Linked DNA regions of Zea mays: region 2 is linked to region 1. A link is a contact called in public Hi-C data. All regions are on one chromosome and are shown on one strand. Each heading gives the region's core, a stretch centred on a gene start, on an enhancer-like site or on the middle of the called end of the contact. The rest is flanking DNA. Distances are from core to core; before and after follow the strand shown.

What was found. Hi-C and Micro-C count contacts between places; a contact is called where the count stands out from the background.
Region 2: a Hi-C map of leaf shows a contact between it and region 1, with 5 times the contacts expected there. The contact joins the promoter of LOC103627145 here to the enhancer-like site in region 1. A contact is called at or near these places in 5 of 25 Hi-C or Micro-C datasets (ear, leaf, leaf mesophyll and 2 more).

Annotation. Positions count from the first base shown.
Region 1 is chr5:162,132,332-162,139,975 of Zm-B73-REFERENCE-NAM-5.0, reverse strand. LOC103627142 (a long non-coding RNA gene) reads left to right here and starts at 410. Exons shown (of 2, transcript XR_002262039.3): 1 at 410-1,838; 2 at 2,137-2,539. Within about 2 kb of position 5,550, at least 13 of the 20 cell types and tissues checked have an H3K27ac peak or open chromatin away from gene starts, as enhancers often do. A contact at or near this core is called in leaf and leaf mesophyll, where this site is marked.
Region 2 is chr5:162,273,282-162,280,702 of Zm-B73-REFERENCE-NAM-5.0, reverse strand. LOC103627145 reads right to left here and starts at 5,089. Exons shown (of 25, transcript XM_008647453.3): 1 at 4,774-5,089; 2 at 4,529-4,667; 3 at 4,341-4,412; 4 at 2,950-3,051; 5 at 2,702-2,870; 6 at 2,475-2,573; 7 at 1,498-1,647. The coding sequence starts at 4,839.

The sequences.
Region 1 (7,644 bases), core at 4,301-6,800:
AGAGACAACCTCAGTAGAGAACATAGCAGCATCTAAAACTTACATTTATGACAAATTAACAATGTAAATAAATAATATTTTGTTTAATATAACTCATTTAAACTATTTAAAAGTTAGACATTTATATGGATAATATGGCTAATCATAAATATTTAATTTAATTTTTGATAATTTTAAAACCTACATTTATGACAATTTAATACTATTATAAACTTATATGTAAGATAATTTTAATATTATAAGTAGTGATATATAAAGGCTAATAATTAAATATCCTATATATACTACTAATTAAGAATGGACCGTGGGCGCCTGGCGCGGCCATGCCCCCGCCCATCTCACTGGCACGCTGGCCCCACAAAGACACCCGCCTCCACCCGCAGATGCGTGAGCGTGAGTCAATCGGCCACCAACACCTCACCTCGCCTCGCCTCCCCTGCCCACGGTCCGCCCGCCCCGCCCCTGCCTCTGTATCCATCCACGTCTGCTTCCATGCCCTCGCCCCGGCGCCCCTCCTCCTTCCCGGTCCCGCACGCGATGCCCCACCGTGACAGCCGCCGCCCCATCCACGGCCTCGCCCTCCTTCCTCCACCGTCCCGCTCGCACGAATCTCGTTCGCAGCGACGCTATCGCGGGCCTGTGGTGCAAGGAGACCGCCACGCTCACTGTCGGGGCTTCCGCGCTCTCCTCCTGGCATGGTGGTGGTACTCGTCTAATGGGGCTTGCACCATCAGGGCCTCCGCGCTCTCCTCCCGGTGATGCCATATGCCGTCGTTAAGGGCAAGTTTTCTGTATTCCAGTTGCTCCGACTGAGAAGAAAGAGTAGATGTATATCATTTATGTATGCTGGGAAAATACATTGTTCTGGTCGCCGTGAAATTTCCGCAGTGGAGAGTGTGTGTATGCGTCATGGTGATGAGGTAGAGTTGGATGGCATATGTGCATTTCTGTTCTTAGTTGAGACGAGTTACTTGCATGCGGTGGGTGTTTGACGGAATGCTTCACTAGCATCCTGTAGAAACGCGCACATGCGTGTACCTAGACATCACCTTATGGGATTTCTTTGTTATCTTGCTCACGTGGTAGATGGGATTTGCTCCTCTAAGTGACCATAACACAAGAGATCTCGATGCCCAAATCATTTCCTGGTCCTTTGCTTTCTATTTGCGGTTCTTACAGGAAACATAATCCTGCTTATATATCAATTCGTTCCAACTAGACATGTTAGTTTGTTGGGGCTAATTAATTGGTTCCCGGTGCAAATTCGGTGGGTTAGATGAGTCAACAACATGTTTGCTTCATGGGGTGGATTGGGCTGTATTGGATGGGTCACATGGGTTGAGTTTACTTCATCTGGCCACCATTGATAAACATACATGCCACTAAGTTCAGGAAAGGCTTAGGTGCCCATAGATGATACAAGCACATTGTTGCAGGGTGCTCACGAAACCGCCTTTGAGAAGTGTCGGGATCCTGGAACATCTAAGATTTCTACATGAACCTTTATGCAAGTAATTTAATTTTACTCCTTTTCATGGCTGAAATGATTTCTGCCTGGACACTATACGCTATGCCAGGATTGTTGTTTGCATAGTCACACTTTGATTTTATTGTTTGTTTATACAGCACGGCTGGAAATAACTGTCTTTTTTTCGGGGTGGCACTCACATATGTTTCCTTTTCCTCAGCTCAGCCACAACAAGGCATTGCAAAGAGCCATCACATAGCTACACTTCTTTGGTGTAATTATTGGTACAATAGCTTTTTTGCTGCTGTAGTTGGTACACTTCTTTGGTGGCATCACAGACAAAACCAGCATATCTTTTTTGGTGTTAATGGTAATAATCTTTTTTACTCTATTGTTGTGTGGTCATGATAACAACCACCTAGATCTAGACGTGTTGCATTAGTTAGCTTAGTTGCATGAGCCGCTAACATTTTAAGATCTTAGAGCTTTTGCTTTCTGGTCAGTCCCACAGTAAAATTGTCTGAATGGAAAATTAAAACATCAAATCCTTTAGCAGCTAGGCCTTTCATTTTTCAACTAATAGGAACTCTGAATGTATATTGACATCCATTCATCCCCTTGGGTCCATTTGATATATCCTCTAACTGGTTCGTGGATTTGTTGTTCAGGGCATATCTGGTACATTGGACAGAGAAGACAATTCATGTTCAAGCGAGTGTTGAGTCTGCCTGGACGCCTAGGAAACAAGGAATCACTGTTTCCCATGGCGAGCTGGAGATACCTGGACGACTAGACATGCGTAGACAACGCCTTTGAAACACTATACAACTGTTTTCTATCTTCGCTCTCACTAATAAGGAATTAAACTTCTCCACATATGGTTCGAATGAGCCATACCTTGTAGATTCCACTGCTGGGATCCTGGGATACCCATGAACCCTTGAGTATGCAGAAACTCCAGTAGGCCTTATTACCTTAATTGTGTCTAAATAAAATAGGTAGCGAGCTTTTATGTTTGACAAGTGTAGGTACCATCCTTGAGACAATAGAAACCTCACCTTTGCTGAAGTATCCATAAGGTACATATTTGGTTCTCAATTGTTGATTAAACTGCATTGTTTTTCCTTCCTTAACTCCTGAAACATCATCCACCTTCGCACCTCCTTTGCCTCCTCCAATCTTCCATGTGACGCATAGATATTAGCAAGCTGGACATAGTTCCCGGTATTACCTGGCTCAATCACAAAAAAGCTTCTTGGCAACCTCCTTACCCATCTCAAGTTCCCTGCAGTTCATGCAAGCCCAAAGGAGTGCCCCAAGGACTGATGCATCTGGCTTAGGTCCCATCTGGTGAATGAATTGTTTTGCCTCAGTTAGAAGGCCTACTCGCCCAAACATGTCAAGTTGTCAACAATGCACGCATAGTGCTCATTTTGTGGTGTGATCTTATGAACTCGAGTCGTCGAATCGAAGTACCTGTGTCCTTGCTCAACAAGTCCGCTGTGGCTACAGCAAGAGAGAACACTCACAAATGTGATGTGGTCCGGAGGAATGCCATTCTCTCGTATTCTCAAATACATCAATTGCCTGCATGCCATGTCCATGCTGCTGCAGTGCAGTTATCATAGCCGTCCTGGACATTATATGCAGATGATCTTTTGCCCCCACAAATGCTCGGTGTGCATCGTCCAAGCAGCTATATTTGGAATACATGGTGATTAGCGAGCTAGCAACGCCATCACTGTATAAGAACCCTGTCTTCACGACGGAGGCATGCATGCTTGCTCCTATAACCCATGCCGACATACACGCTGATGCCTCCAATACAGTAGCAAAGGCTACATCATCCGGCAGTGCTACCATGCTCCACCCTCCCCACGCTAAGCACCAACAAAAAATAGTGCAAAGTGAGCACTCAAACTCACACCCTTCTACTTTAGAAATTTGGGGCTAACCACAAGACCCCATATACTTTAGTGTTTGGTGTTTAAAAGTAATAAACAATAATTATATTTGCAGTCTAGGCGCCCTCTCCATGTCCTCCGCCTCGTGGCAACGCACGGGCACATACCTAGTAATATAATTAATCTTATTAAGTTTACTTTGGTTCATTTATATATTATGATTTATTTATTTGTAGATAAATATTTATATGTATTGAAAACATTCATATGTACGTGTCGGTGTTTGGACTAAGGGTCCTAACCAACTAGTAAATAATGCCACGTGCCCAGAATCTAGATTGTGTGCGAGTTGACAGAAGCAGTTTGTCTTGGTTCGGGAAATGCAAAGCCCTACTTCCAGCAGAGGAGGGATGAGGCTTATATTACTCGCACCGCGGTGCTCGCAGTAGAAATTACAAGCACAGCGGGAGAGGGGAAGTCCCCAAGTCCCTAGAACTGATTGAGCCAAGTGCGAATATCAAAAGACTTGGTGTAAACTACTAAGTGTTCGCCTGCCCTTGGAAGAACTACCACTGCCCTATTTATACACCTAGGAGATGTATATTGGTGAAGCCTGGGGCCGTCGTATTCCCAAGGGAGATGTCTTGATGTCCTGTGAGAGACATGACGATGCACTATGTTGTTGACTTGCGCTCGCTGATTTCCTGCTGAGAGCCGAGGTCGAGGCCGAGGGGTTGGCCGTAAGTCCGAGCCTTCAGGGGAAGGGGTGCCCATACCGTAGTTGTTGTAACAGCACTTTGGTATGGGTAACAACCTGTTCACGAGGTGCGTCACCGTCCTTGTGCGGGATGACGTCGTGATTCTTTTGCTGCGATTATCGGGGTCAAAGCCCAGCTCGGGCGAGGCGGAAGTCTTCCCGAGGCGCTGGTTGAGCCACCCCTGACGTGTGCCACAGTTGGCGGAGTGGCCGCCCGCGGGATTCACGGCGGGGCAGGTAGCCGAAGCCGACCTCGGACGAGGTAGAGAAATCACCTGAGTCCGAACTCAGCGTCGGGCGAGGCGTAGTTTTTGCGCCCGAGGGCCGGCTGCTTCTATTGTCGTATTAAATGTCCCATCGGGGGATGACAGACGGCGTGCGTGTACAGCAGCGGGGGCATAATCATGCTGTTGCGCCTGGACATGATCGCTGTCTTGTTAGGTACTATGCTCCCGTGCCGCTGCGTGAGTGTTCCCCGCTAGCCTTCGGGCGCCTTTGTCCTATCTGCCTGGGATCAGCTCAGGCGAGATGGACGGAGTGGTGGTGGCTTCGAGCGAGTCAGAGATTTGACTGAGGTAGGAGACCCTTGGGGAGAGGCCTCGGGTCAGGAGTTGTCTCGGCTGATTCCCTTTGGAGGTTATGTCTTAACTTCTCCTGAGTACGTCTTTCGAGAGGAATAATTCGGGTACCCCTAATTATCACCGCAAAGAATACATTTATTATTTATTTATATATTTCATTTCTGAAACAATTATTAATATATATATATATATATATATTATTTTTGGAGTTGTCTTTATCTATAGATGTTAATATGTTATATATTTTTAATTTGAAAATACTATCTCCAAGTATCGTTTATGTCCATAAAATTTAAAATTAGAAAACAACTTGTATGTGGATAAAAAAGGAAAATCTCGTTGAGGGGTAAAGTACAGCAACTGAAATAGTTGAGGGAAAGAAACCGAACCAACCCATAGTTTAGGAGGTTATATGGACCTAGGATAAAATTGAGGATATTATTTTTAAACTTTTTTTATATAAGTCGTATAGATATTGATTTTGTTCCTACTATAAAACTACCGATAATCAAATATACATGTAATCTTCAAAACCAAATAAATATTCGAATGCGAATCCAAATTCGTGATGCTAATTTTATATTTTGTATGTGGCAATATTTATGTATGGATACATATTCAGATTAAAATATGATAAGTAGTCCAATCTGAATTCAGTTCCACACGAATTCAATCCAAATCCATTGGCAGAAGATTTTTTTTTTTTGGCATTTCCCAAGGGATGGAGCCGATGTCTCGATCATTGGCCTTGGCAGAAGTAGCGTAGCGTAGCGTAGCGTTGCGTCTTGGGCCCTTGGCGAGGCTCGCGTGCACACCTCGTCACTCCCGCTGCGTGATTCCACGACCACGACAACGCTTGGCACTCGGTTCTCGTTTGGAAAATCATCCAGCTAGAGCCTTTTCGGTTATTGATGTACTATATGGAGTATATATTTTAATTTGATATGGATTTAAACATATCTAATCTCCTCAAATATAGACCTTTTCGCATATCCCATATAGGCTCGAAGGGATTGAAAATTTTTAATAAGAACTTTTGATTTGATATGACTTTAAACTTATCTAATTCGGTCCAATCTATATGGATTGGCACTAAAACGAATAAGCCTCTATATCGACTGTCCGAGCGAAACTCGGGCTCAAAATCTTTTTTTTTCTTCTCATAATGGGTTTCAAAATCGTATGGACTGAGCGCTGTTGTGTAAGAAAATTATATGGTGTACAAGTTGGTGTTGCGTGTAAGCTACCTCGAGCAAACCATTATACTATTATTACATCAAAATTGGTTTCCGTGAAAGCAATCCTCCGACACTGCGGAGCTGCGGCATGGCGTGCCAGCAAGTCCAGCGCGCGCCATCCGCTGGGCACGGCGACGCTGGGAATGATTCAGAGTATTATCTCGGACACCTGTGGGCTTTAAGACGCAGATTCCGTCAACAAACACTGTAGGGCGATCTGTTTGCTTGAGACTACACACGGCTCTGATACTTCGCAGCAGATCAATCAATGCCTTACCCTTAACGGTGAGACCGACTAACAGGTCCAGAGACCGATTTGTGACTTTGTGGTAGAGATGACAATGGTATTACTTGCCCAAACTCGTACCTATAAAGAAAAAATACGTCCGCTAAAAAACCTATACCCATGACGGGTATAAAATTTTGCCCAAACACATACACATGCGGGTTTCGAGTACCCAACGAGTTTCCCATACCCACTAACATCAACATAAAAAATAATTCATCATGTAAATGACAATCAATACATTAATAAGCTAGCATAAAATTGAACAAGTGATAACTAATTTTAGCCTAAAATTTGTTACATGAAATTTATTTCAATTAGAACATATTTAATTAATAATATTATGAGACATATTTATAAGAAATGTTGATTTTAAGGTGGGTTTTAAAAACCCATGGGTTTGCGGGTATGGGTAGTGGAAGAACAAACTCATGCCCACGTACCCGTTGGGTTTCCATTTGAACCCATTAACAAACCCGTGGGTAGAGAAATTGACCCAAACCCATACCCTAATAGAGCAAAAACCCACCGGGTTTCGGGTAGCGGGTACCTATTGCCATCTCTACTTTGTGGACAGCCTGTTGTACACCAAAAAAGACTAGCGGACGGTCCGGCCCTGAGGCCGGACGATCCGCAGTCCGGACAATCTGCGATGGTGGCGCGGACGGTCCACGCGTGCACAGAGACAGTTAGGGTTTCTAGTTTCTCGCGGGATTTGTTATCTAAAACCGCGAGATTAACTCGGGAAACAGTTTGAAGTGGATCCAGACCTCCCCTTTATATAGATGAAGGGCTACGACCGATTGAACCCCCAACAATCGATCAAATTAAGTCTATTTCTCGTTTTTACCTTATGCATTAGGAGTAGCTCTAGTTTAGTTCTAGTTTAGTATTCCAATCACCAAATTCTCCGCTTCTCTTCAACTCTACGTCGATTAGAGGAGTCTAGGTCGGCCTGCTGAGTCTAGACAACACCTAGGATCTCTCCTCCCCGACGGGGTCCCTCCCGGGAGCGAGATCCAGGCGTCGCCGGCGACCTTCGCCGCCCCTGCGCACGCGCGGACCGTCCGACCGTCAGGCAGGGAACCAAGCCCCTGTACCAGGTCGCGGACCGTCTGGCCCCTGGCCGTGGACCGTCCGCGCCTCTGCAGAGGGCGCCGCCGCCGGTTCTCGTTATAGTGATTGGCGCCCGAAAAGGTGTCAACATACTTTTGGCGACTCCGCTAGGGACTAGGTGTCTAGACCTGCTAAAAATCGACCCATAGATGGCCGGTTCTAAGGACCACACCAAGATCTCCACCAACAACATCATCAAGCCAGCCATGGAGGCGCTCTCGACTGATGACCAAAGACCCTTTGAAGACCTCGTAATGCGCGATGAGAAGGAGGTGATGCGGCAATGGAACAAAC
Region 2 (7,421 bases), core at 3,840-6,339, 140 kb before region 1:
CCAATTCAATTACATCCTATCCAATATCGACATCCAAACGGAGCATAAGCAATCCTGAAATCTATGATAATAAATCATATAGAAAGAAGATATCGTGGTTGCATGATATGGTAGCATACAAAAATCAAAAGATGAGCCTTTATTGTTTTCATACTGTTCTGAATATCTAAGTCACATTTCACATCAGTTTAAAAAAAATTGGGGCAAGGTAAACTAGAGACAGTGTAGATTGAATTCCAAACATATTTTAAACATTTAAGTAAAATTACAGGCAGTGTAGATTGGATTCAAATATATTTGTAGTAGGTTGCGGCACGACAAGATACTTGTTCATAAGATCTAAAGTTAGAAGAAAATGAAAATCTTCTTTGTTTTTATGAGATAGTGCCATGTTAATATAAAAAATGCTTTTTTGCAGCGTCATGTTGCATCAGTTAGATCAGCGGTGAGAGCTGTTTCAGGTTTCACTGAGTCACCAGGTCGCGGGTTCGAAGGAGCTTCTCCGCATTTGAGGGGGAAAGTTTGCCTCGGTTTATCCCTTCCCCAAACCCCATTGATGTTCGGCATTGGGTCTGCCCCTTAGTGACAGGGAACGAGGAACGATGGCGCGTTCCGCGTTCCGGGAACTTCGTCCCGAAACGAGGAACGGGAACGAACGGGAACAATCCAAGAAACGCTCGTGGAACGTCGTCTATTGTAGATAGGAACGATGGACACCTTGAGGAAGCCGCGCTGCCGTCGACCGGCCGCCGCGCTTGGACGCCGCAACGTCCGTCCGCGATTTCGCGTTGGGACGCTGCGTCGTTCGGCCGCCGCGCTGCGACGTCCGTCCGCGCTGGGACGCTGCGCAGAGCCACTGTCGACGGCAAGCTCTTCCAATCGTCCGTGGAAGAGGAAGGGGAAGAGGAATTAGCTGACCACCCGTGGAAGAGGAAGGGGAAGAGGAATCGATCGACCGCTCGTGGAAGAGGAAGCGGAAGAGTAATCGACTGGCCGCGTGAACGGCGCTGAACCGGTGCTGGTTGAAGCTGAATCGACTGGCCGCGTAGGAAGCTGAGGGATTAGGAGAAGAGGAAGGGATTAGGAAGGAAGCGGCATAGGAATCTGAGTACTGGCTGCCATTTAAATAGACCTCAATCCACAGAGCCAATATACTCCATATTGAGGTTTAGTGATGACAATAAAGGATGACAACTTTTGGATGGAGGCTGAAAATATAATTGCTATCACAGAGCCAATATACTCATCGTTCCCTGTTCCATTACAATCGTTCCCTAACTACGTTCCTAAATCGTTGGGAACATGTTCCACTTATCGAATGAACGTGGATCAGCTGTATACCCATCTCCGTTCCATGTTGCTTTAACAGACATACCGTGTTCCTCGTTCCCGTTCCTCATTCCCAACGTTCCGGGAACCTTGTGACTAAGGTCTGCCCTTTCTGCCATGTTGCATCAGTTACACATGGTTCATTGTAACAGAAGTGTTCAAACTCACCGATAACCATAATTAATCCTCTTGCCAATAGGCTTGGGGTTCAGAACAAAGATATTGTAAGCCTCTTGTATCTGAAGGTGATCAACAAGAGTTGAAAATATATGTTCCATTTGAGCACTATCCACTTGCAAAAAAATCTCTTCATTTTCTCTGCAACAAAGAAAAAATGGATATATTTTATCAGTGGTAGTGAAAGTTATGGGAAATGCAAAAGGTACCAAGTACCATCATAGAAGTATAGACAAATGTCACTGGAATTCTGGAAACTGAGTTCTCTGTGAACTGCATTGTCTATAACGCATCAAAGGTTAACATGACTACAGTCAAAGGTAAACATGAAAGGTACCATCAAAGATTAACATCAAAGGTTAACATGACTAGTTGACTACAGTCTAGACATAGCAGAATCGTCTATAATTCTATAACGTGCTCCCTCATTTTGTAAATATGTTACATTCTGGACACTAGCACGGCCTCTTATACGCAACTTTGAACACTACTTTTTATATGGAACTGATAGTAAAAAAATTTATAATACTCTACAAATCTTCTATCGTGAACTCAATGATGCTATTTCCATATGACCAAACGAAACAGTAAATTTTTCCTTTCTGGTGAACAAGCAGGGAAGCTGCATATCATTTATATTAAGACAAGAAAGGATTAAACAGTCAGTTTTAGATTATTTTTCCATAAATGTATAGGTTTGACTGCATGCTTTCTTTATACATGCACAAATAACACATGATAAGGTTATATGAAGACAGAAAAAATTACAAATTTAAACCTTTCATATACTCATTTTAAATTGCCAATCAACAGCAAGAGCAAGACCATACTAAGATTCCTTTTAATGCAGATATATGTTACACTATCAGTCTATCATAATAATTGAACTAAACCTGCTTTATGGTTGAAATTTTACCGAACCAGAGGATGAACAGAATGGAAACAATGGGTATTCAGAAACAACATACCTGGAATCCACGAGATCATCTTTACAGGATAGAACTTTTATAGCATGCTCAAAAACAGATAAGACATCTTCTCCCATGTGTATGGCATGCACAGAGAAACTGCATCAAAAGAAAATGAGCCGGAACATCAGGAATCCATTCGCATGGAAGCATGTCAAGGCTTAACTACAGAAATTAGATTGAATATACAGACCCTAAGTTGGATCATAAATGTACATATTGCTTACTTGTGGTTCACATGGCTGACTAAAGGAAGATCATAATGCTGAAGTTTCTTAACAGTAGTCTTATAGAACGGGGTAAGAACTTCACCAACTGGAGGGATTCTTGTGTGCTCAAATATGTGATCTATTTTTGTAAACCAGCGCTCCAGTTCTTCAGGCCCCAACTTAAACTCTAACAAAACCAAGGAACAGTTAATGCTTAGTATAAACAAACTGACTACAAACTTTGTGATTTGATATAGATGATTTACCATGCCGTCCATTTCCATCAAATCCAATAAAGATGAAGTTCACAGGGATCGGAAGATATATGGAATCAACCTCTGCCAGGCTCAAATAGTTTGCAATATTACCTTGGTATAAGAAAAGACGAAATTTAGTAGTGAAAAGAACTCTGCTTCTTAAATAAGTACACACAACAATAGCACCTAGACTATCCATACTTCATGTGTGATTCCTGATTGTCTGAGATGGATGTGCATAATATAATTAGTCAAGGCTGCAACTACAATCACTTCTCAAAATACAAGATCAAACAAAAAAGGCAGGTAGCAAGTGCTTAAAACTCCCGCACAGGTGGATCTAGGAAACGGAATCCCTAGGCAACCTTACCCTTGTTTATTTGAGGCTGATTCAAACCCAGGACCTTAAGGAGGCTGATAACAAACCTGCTACTCCACAGCAATAGCATATTATTGAAATTTTAGACATAACCGGCATGCTGATATACTACACTAATGTAGCTAAGCTTATCAGTTGGTCATATATCCGGCAAACTAATATTTGTGGTTTTTTGTCTAAACTGCAAGCTAAACTCCACATGCAGTCATATGGACTTGATTTTTATCTCCAGTTGGCCACACCACTTAATCAACAAAGTACATGCATATCTGGACAGAAAGGTTGCTAATCTGGAATTATGTAGTCTCTCCCTGCTCTAGTTCACCTGTTGCAACATTGTGGCCTTTCTAGGGGCACCTAAACATAATTATCTTCACCCACGACATTCATATTCACATATCCATAAGAAAAAAGGAGCTGATGATATGAATAACAACTCACAAGGTACAAATGACCCAGAAATTATTATGTGCTCGCTTGTGCTAGCTGCGGCTGAAGTGCAGCTAGTCACTGCTACAGTAATTTGCTGCAGCAGTGGCTGGCTGCTGCCACAGTCAGTGGTAAATATTAGGCTACTCAGTAAATGGCATTATGTATTGATACAGTACACTGGGAAATTTGGATCCATACCATTAAAAGATCACCACTTTGGATCCATACCATTACTATCTCACTTACATGTGGGTCCACATGAGTCAATGACATGTGGGGTCCATGGTATATATCTAAAGTTTGGATCTTTTAATGGTATAGATCCAATTGTTCCTTACGCATATCATTGTAGAGGCTTTGGCAGAGCAGAAAGTATCGAGTACCAAGAATCCAAGATTTATTCAAAAAATTCAGTTAGCCTGTTTGAAATGTGCCCTGTGTTATATAATTGTAGAGGCTTTGGCAGAGCAGAAAGTACCGAGTACCAAGAATCCAAGATTTATTCAAAATAATCAGTTAGCCTGTTTGAAATGTGTATGTGCCCTGTGTTATATAACCCCAGGAGTGCCAACAGACGCAAGGAGCCTACCAGCTCTTGTGAAGTTGAGCAGGCCGTTTTTGCTAGAGTCCCGCGACGCAGAACCTTCCAAGTCATCGAACTCTACAAAATCAAATGAGCACAAGCCGTCAATGTGGTATCAAGCATAAGCACAGCATGCAACAAGCAAACAGAAATCCATAAAAAACGATTAAAAGAGAAAATCAAAGGATCCGGACCTTTACGGATGATCGACTCAGTCCAGAACTTGCTCTTGTCCTTGAGGTTAAAGAGCGAGAACACCGAGGACGCCCCCGAGCTGCCGATCTTGCGCGTCCGGGTCCCCGGCGTAGACTCGGCCGCCTCCGGGGACGGCGCCTGCCGCGTCCAGAGGACAAGAGGAAGGGAAATTCAAATCCATAAGGGACCTCAACATGGTCAGATCCAGTCAGTGGATCGGGGGTTTGGGCGGAGATCAGGTTACCTGGAGGAGCAGCAAGAGTAGGAGCGGAAGCGCGAGGAAGTGGGAAGGCATTCGGAAGGGGGGCATCTTGCCGGCTGTGGTGCCGACTGCCGAGGCGCCGCAGCAGTACGGAAAACGGGGAGTTAGTGAAGACCGGAAACTGGAGGGCGTCCGCCGGCGGCACTGGGGGTTTTGGTGTGTGCTCCGGTTCCCGAGTCCCCGACTCACGAAGTCCCGAGTCCCAAGATAACTCAAGTCCTCGTATGAAAATAATAAAGTGAAGTACTGATTATGTTGAAACTTGGATACTTACACTAATTTCACATGTAACTCATACAAATAAGTGAAAGTGAAAGGAAAGAAATGTGGGCATCTTATAGATCTTATGATCCAAACATTTTTTATGGTTACATATGGACATATGTTGTATCTCCGTAAAATTTCACGATTTTTTAAGACTATTTATGTATTATTAATTTCTTGTCATAGAAAATCATCAAAATACAATTAAATTATTAAAATATTGTTTAAACAAAAATTTGATGTATTACAAAGTCATAGATCTCTTCAAGCTCTACAATTTTCATATAAACTTTATCTTCATCCGATTTCATATGTAAAAGTTATGATTTTATAACTATATTATGCAGAAAAAGAAAAAACGGGTACCCGAATTCCAGGTACCCGTATCCGATCCGGGATTTTCGGGTACTGACCGGGTATTAGTGATTCCGTATCCTACCCGTATCCGAGGTTCAATATCCGGGTAATACCCGTATCCGTCCCGACAAACAAAATACCCGTATCCGTATTCGAAATTACGTCCCGTTTTGGTACCCGTATCCGATACCCGTTCCGGGTACCCGTCCCGTTTTCATCCCTAGGTTCGGTTCGGCTGGAGCTGGGCGTTCTTCGGTTTCTTCTTCCAGATCGGGAGCTCTCCACTCCTCCAATCGGCAATGAACGGCCACGATGACGTGTTACCGAAATGGACATAAATTTTACGTATCGAATCGGGATAGAATCAAGATCTATTCCTATTTAGTTTTAAAACTAAAATTAATCAAGTGCTCTAACTTAGAGCCTATTTGGAACCATCCAGTTTTTTAAAAAAGTTTATAAAAACTGATGTGATTCCAAACATAACAATTTATGCATCAGGTTTAGATTAAAAGAAAATGTGGTATTGGACCATTTCTAATTGTTTTGATAATTAAATGTATAACACATCATTTTGATCTGACACTTTAGATATGAGCATGAGCACAGGTTCAAAAAAAAAGCAAATTGAATACAAGAAGTCTAAATAAGTTGAATTGGAAGGCCAAGAGTGCAACTTTAGGTAAACCTATAAAAATATGAGGTTTAAGTATTTGAATAAGTTGCAGTTACATTATACTATGTTTCTTGCACTTTTGTTTGGTTACTAACTCACTTGTGCAAGAAAAATGGCTTTTGGACTTAGTAATAAGCACATTGAAAATCATAGAAAAAGGAATGAAAATATATAATTCCAACACTTAGTTAATTATTTTAGGTACCAATTATGTTTGTCTAAATGCTATAGAACCTCTCAAGTCAAGTCAAAAGAAGCCAAAGAAGTTTGGCACAGAAGAGAAGAAATTGGGCTAGTCTGGGCAGCACATGACAGGCCGGTGGCCTCTACGGCGAACTGGCCATCCTCGGCCTCTACTCGGCTCGGCCAATGCCTACATTGGCCATGTCAGCAGCGCCAACGGTTAAATGGGTCAACTGATAGTCCGGTGCCCCCCCCCATGAACAAGAAACCAGCAATCAGAGGATTTAGGATCGTTCCATTATGCACTGTTCGGTGTGCACTGGACAGTCCGATGCATCTACGGATTGAGAAAGTTTTGGAGCTTCCAAATGAAGCTCCAACGGCTCTTATGCCCCTTAGGGCTATAAAAGGGACCCCTATGCTCCATGGAGAAGTACCCGAGCATACCAAGAGCACACCAACACTCTGATTCATTGCATCCACGCAGTTCTGTGATTGTAGAGATCCGAGCACTTGTTTCGAGTTGTTCTACTGACATGGAGTTGCGCTGGTTTCTTTGGCTTTTCTTGTGTGTGTTGCGCTTTTGTGTGTGTTCTTCTCCCTCCCTTACTCTGATTTTGGATTGTGGTCATCTTGTGTAAGGCGTAGGATATTCCAACTTGTGGAGATTCCTCGCAAACGGGTTGAGATATAAGGAAGAATATTGTGGCACTTAAGTTAGATCTTTGGATCACTTGAGAGGGGTTGGGTGTAACCCTTGACCGAAGGAGGTTACCACAACGTGGAGTAGGCTTTGGCCGAACCACGGAGAAAAATCGTTGTGTCCCTTGTCCACTTTACTTTACTGTGATTTTTGTCTTCCTTAGTACTTATACTTCACTTACATATTGCTCCTAGTTTAATACACATCTCAAGAGAGCAATCAAGTGAAGAGTCAATTTTTCTCTCCCCTTCTCATACGAACTTGGTTTTATTTTACACTAACACCTTTTATAGACCAAGTTTGTGTTGTTTTAATTTACACTAACATGATCATAATACAAATGTAACATTAATCCTAAAGCCAGGTAGAGCAATAGCAAGTCTACCCAGTAATTCATTTGTCTGCAAGAGGTGGGGTAAACAAATCTAGGGAAACCTATTAGGTCCC